Regions from separate parts of the Zea mays genome. Here region 2 is linked to region 1. The links are chromatin contacts, called in public Hi-C maps. All regions are on one chromosome and are shown on one strand. Each heading gives the region's core, a stretch centred on a gene start, on an enhancer-like site or on the middle of the called end of the contact. The rest is flanking DNA. Distances are from core to core; before and after follow the strand shown.

Region 1 (2,700 bases), core at 42-2,541:
CTCTCTCAATCGGTCACTTAGACCGGTCGAGTGCTTCTCCTTAATCACACGGGTCACTAAGACCCCGCAAGGATCACCACACAATTAGATGTCTCTTGCTAGCGTTACAAAGCACTTAGAAAGATTAGAGTGAGAAGAAGTAAGCAACCAAGCAACAAAAGAAACACAAGTCTCCCTCTCTCAAGTCACTAAACTCTTTTGATCACTTGACTTGATTTTATAATTTGGAGAGGATTGAATGCTTTGATTGTGTCTTTGGAGTGTATTCTTTGCTCTTGTATTGAATGAGAAGAGTGAGAAGCTTGGATGGCTTGAATGGTGGTGGTTGGGGGTATTTATAGCCCCAATCACTATTCCAGTCGTTGCTTTCGTTGGGCACACCGGATAGTCCGGTGGTGCACCGGACACTGCACTGTTCACTGTCCGGTGAGTGCCACGTCCACCGACCGTTGGAGTTTGGATCTGTTGACCGTTGAAGTCTTCTGTCTTCTTGCGGTACCGGACAATCTGGTGTGTTCTGACTTTGCAGACTGGCTTCTGACTTCTGACGGTCATACCTTTCTGCAGTCGACCGTTGGCGAAGTTGACCGTTGCTCCGTTGTCTCACCAGACAGTCTGGTGGGTCATCGGACAGTCCGATGAATTTTAGCGGATGAGCGCCGAGAAAACCCGAGAGCGGCCAGTTCGCGAGGTGCTCGGCCTGGGACCGGACAGTGCCCGGTGCGTCATTTGCTGCACCAAATCTTGTATACTCTAAACTTTGTAGAATTCTCTTACGCCCCGTTTGGATCACTGGAATTGAATTCCATTCTAATAATAGTAATTTAGTCATATATCAATTAAGCTAATTCACTTTTATATAAAATATATTTGTATACTATTATTAGCAAGATGTCCTAAATATTTATGTGCTACATTTTAACTATAGAGGAGTAGAACAAAGAGTGTCATGTAAGTTATAGATTAGAAACAAATTCTAATCATGCATAAAATCATTTCCTATCCTCCACCCTATGAATTTGAGATAGGCTTATATCTGAACTTTGGAAAGTGATGGAATGCTAAATTCCAAACTAAATAAGTTACTTTATTGAGTGAATTCCAATTCCTTTAAAATGAAGGGATCCAAACGGCCCATTAAGTTTTTTACATTGTATGTTTATGTTGAACTTTATGCACCTGAGAAAAAGTACATCGTTTGGAGCTTCAGGAGCTGAGCATATTTGCGCGAGGATGCTGGTGGTTTTGTGGGCACCGGAGGATTGGGACAACAGACGAACTCTTAGATGTGGTTTTTTCTTATTCTCTCTCAAAAAAAGTTATAGGAGCTTAGGCTAAGATGCTCTAAGCGTGGAGCTACCGAGGGCCGAGGCCAAATAATACAATCAATTATTGGGCTCAACGTTTGAGGGCACGTTTGAGATGTGCGTCTTTTTGTAGAACCCATCACCATCAGACCAGACTGCTGTTGCCTGTCCCAGAAAGCCAGCTATGTCGTCGTCGGCGCCGCAGACGGAGCCGCACGTGGTGGAGGACTGCCGCGGCGTGCTGCAGCTGATGAGCGACGGCACGGTGCGGCGCAGCGCGGAGCCTCCGGCGCTGTTCTCGGCGGTGGACGTCTCGGAAGACGAGTGCGGCGTGGAGTGGAAGGACGTGACGTGGGACCCGGCGCACGGCCTGAACGCGCGCCTGTACCGGCCGCGGCACCTGGGCGCGGCCAACGACGCGCGGATCCCCGTGGTGGCCTACTTCCACGGCGGCGGCTTCTGCATCGGGTCCGGGCGGTGGCCCAACTTCCACGCCTGGTGCCTCCGCCTGTGCTCCGAGCTCCCCGCCGTGGTGCTCTCCTTCGACTACCGCCTGGCGCCCGAGCACCGGCTCCCGGCCGCCCAGGAGGACGGCGCCAGGGCCATGTCCTGGCTGCGCTCCGCCGCCGCCGGCGGCGGCGACCCCTGGCTCGCCGACGCGGCCGACTTCGCGCGCGTCTTCGTGGCGGGCGACTCGGCGGGCGGCAACATCGCCCACCACGTCGCGGTCGGGCTCGGCAGGGCCGGCCTGGGACCCGGCGTCCGGATCCGCGGCGCGCTCCTCCTGGCGCCGGCCATGGCCGGCGACGCCCGCACGCGCGCGGAGCAGCTGGAGTGCCCGCGCGACGCGTTCCTCACCACCGAGATGTGCGACAGGTACGCGCGGCTGGCGCTGCCCGAGGGCGCCAGCAGGGACGACTCGGTGCTCAGCCCGGCGGGGCCGCGGGCGCCCGGGCTGGAGGCCGTGGAGATGGCCCCCGTGCTGGTGGTGGCCGGCGGGCGCGACGTGCTGAGGGACCGGAACGCGCAGTACGCGCGGCGGATGAAGGAGGAGTGGGGCAAGGAGGTGGAGTACGTGGAGGTCGCCGGCGCCGACCACGGCTTCTTCGTGGTGGACCCCTGGTCGGAGCGCGCCGACGAGCTCGTCCGCATCGTGCGCCGGTTCGTCGTGGACCACATGGACACGGAGTAGGACGGGTGACCTGATGATGACCAGGCTGCCGGTGCCGGTGCCGGTGCCGGAGGGGCCATCATGGTTTGTTGCCACGCTTGGATCATGAATAATTGAATGGCTTTGCTTTTCTTCTTTCCTGTTGGTGTCTTTTCTTTTCTTGATTACGATTGGTTTGATTATCCGTGGATGCATTTCTTGTTTTTTTTTCTTGAGTGATTG
Region 2 (2,700 bases), core at 30-2,529, 230 kb after region 1:
TAATCAAAGATGTGGGACGACTAACGATAACATATATAAACATGTTTATCTGCAAACTCATAAATAAAGTTAATTTTACCGATCACATGAACCCTAAACCAAAAGAGATTAACTCACTTGTTTTGCTTGGTGCTTGGGCCTTATGGAACCGCCGCAACCAATGTTTTGGTACCTAACCCGATGAGTGTAGATACGAGTGAAGATTTTGACCCTCGGCCCACACCCAACCTTAAGTTTTGCGGGTATGGATGCGAGTTTTTATTTCTACCCACAGGTGACCCACACTCGACTCGAAGTTTGGTTCGTTTTTATTTTTACGTAAAAATGATTGAGATACAATATTATATATTTTGAATAAGTAACTTAACTAATGATTCATGAAATGTTTTATTGTTGCTCAACGTGAGAAGACTTAGCTAATGATGGTTGACAGGTTCGATCACGGGCAGATGTTAGCTAATGACGGTTTTAAAACAGGTTTAGAATTGCACCGACAGGTACGATAGGGGGCAAGTTTATGTAGAGCTCACAAATGCCATCGTGGACAGATTTTTCACGGATTCAATCGTAGATAGATTTTTGATGCAGCTGACTCATTGCCTGGGAGTTTTAAACCCTGATGTTTTAAGTGTGTATGGCATGGGTTGTACAAGCTTGTGCCCAACTCTTCTCTTTGTAATATAATGATACATATTTTCCTGCGTATGCATACGTATTCCAGAAAAATCGATCCCGATCAAATTGAAATCAATTGTACTGTTATTTAATAACTATTACTCCTTCCGGTCTAGATTATAAAATATTTTACCTTTTCTGGATTCAAAGATTTTTTTATGCACTTAGATATACACTACACAATAAAAGCAGTACTACCTTTGGTGTCCATTAGTTATAGTTTTAGATGACTCAAACTTATAAAATTTTGACAATATATAACTATTTTATTATTTAGTTTTGAAACCTATGCACAGATTTATCTACTTTTATAAAAGTATTAATGAAGTAAGAATTTATTTATATTGTAACAAAAAACATGAAAGTTATAATATGGAGACACGTTATAATATGGAGACCGTGTCACTATTCTAAACGACAACTAATAGAAAATCGGAGGCAGTATATCTTAAAAAAGTCAAACTGCCTTATAATTTTAATTTAGAACAGATGGATCAATATCTAACATAGAATGCCAAATTGACACCATCCAGGCAAGTACGTACTGAAGGACCTGGAAGTGTATCACTGAAATTACAAAACACCGTGTAATTGTCAACAACAAAGACTTGTACACTCTACGTCATAATATACAGCAGGGCAAGTACCCTCAACAGCTCAAGGCCTCCTAGCACCAACAGCAACTGGAGAACGGAAAGATCGACTAAAATGCCGGCTATTCGACTGTATAAAGTCATCTAACGGGAAGTACTGGCTTATCTACTAAAGACAATTGTTCGGTGGGGTCATCTCTGCACAACTTTATATGTATCCGGGGAAAAGCAGGGAAAGATGAGAAGCCGCCCCGATCATACTTGGAGTCTCATGAACTAGCTCACCAGCTCCACGAAAAACCTGAGCAACATGCCCCGGCACGCTTTATTTCAGGACAGCAATTTTAGCCCTTGCTTGGCAGCTCATTGCTCAAATTTCTATCATGCCTAGTTATAAATTTTTACAGGTCTCTCAAATGAATGCCGGTTCTGCACAATGAGCACATAATACACATTACAGATCACAAAAAAAGGATTTGTGAAATCAGTAGAAACGCAAAGCAACGGAAACAATGCGTTAGCTGTACCTGATTAATTGTGTGTGCCTTCCTAGGAGCTGTGTCTGGATGTTCCAGTCCAAGATACTGCTCCCAAGCTCCATACATGTTTCTCTTAAAAAGGTCAGATGTCAAGAGAAATAAAGTTAAGACGCTGGCAAGATAAAGATATAGACAATAAATACTTCAGCGAATAGATATAAAATAAAAGCTTGATCGTACCTGAAATTTTAAAGCTACAGTATCTGAATCTTCAAAATAGTCTGGACGACCAAGTGAAATGTATGCAAACTTCCACTGTCCAAATAGCAAAGTTTGGTTACTTACTAGGGAACAGAGTTGTTAAGACGGTAAGGCGAGGTAAGGCAGCTAACCCTTTTTTACCTTTTAAGCAGTAAGGCGTGAAGCAAGGCAAGGCCTTACTAATATATAAATATAGGAATATAATCTTAAATAAGTAGGGATAGTAGCACCAAATAGGATGACAACTTCAACATAAACCAACATAATACACTTAAAATCTAACATAACTAATACATAGTAGTAGAAGATTAGGAAACAATGAATACATAACTAATTGATTTACTGGTTTAGTAGAGAAGAAAAAAGAGAAGAAAAAAAATAAAAGAGATTAAAGACATATGGGCCACCGGTCTGCTGTTTCCTGGCCCAGCCCACTTCTTAACCTAATCTTCCCAGCCAGCATCCTCCCTCTCCTCAGCCGCCACAGAGGACAGGGAGGAAGTGAGTCGCCGCTAGAGGGAGGAGGGGAGGTTGCCGCCCGCCCGCCTGCCTGAGAGAGAGGGAGGATGTGCACAACACGCCTCTTCCCTGTGACCCGCGCGATGCCGCCGCCGCCTCTTCCCCGCACCGCCACTGCCTCCGACCCTCGCCTTACTCTTGCGGCAAAGCGACATGACGCCTTGCCCCCTTCC

What was found. A called contact is a pair of places that touch in the nucleus more often than the background predicts.
Region 2: a Hi-C map of leaf mesophyll shows a contact between it and region 1, with 5 times the contacts expected there. The contact joins the enhancer-like site here to the promoter of LOC111274022 in region 1. A contact is called at or near these places in 6 of 25 Hi-C or Micro-C datasets (bundle sheath, ear, leaf and 2 more).

The regions. Positions count from the first base shown.
Region 1 is chr7:7,199,582-7,202,281 of Zm-B73-REFERENCE-NAM-5.0, forward strand. It overlaps LOC111274022, which reads left to right and starts at 1,292. Exons shown (of 1, transcript NM_001357227.1): 1 at 1,292-2,567. The coding sequence starts at 1,492. The coding sequence ends at 2,499.
Region 2 is chr7:7,434,087-7,436,786 of Zm-B73-REFERENCE-NAM-5.0, forward strand. LOC100193936 reads right to left here. Exons shown (of 32, transcript NM_001359352.1): 30 at 1,988-2,062; 31 at 1,796-1,879; 32 at 1,153-1,697. The coding sequence ends at 1,656. Among protein-coding and RNA genes, the nearest start is that of LOC100193936, 23 kb to the right of the region's middle. Within about 2 kb of position 1,280, at least 3 of the 20 cell types and tissues checked have an H3K27ac peak or open chromatin away from gene starts, as enhancers often do. A contact at or near this core is called in leaf mesophyll, where this site is marked.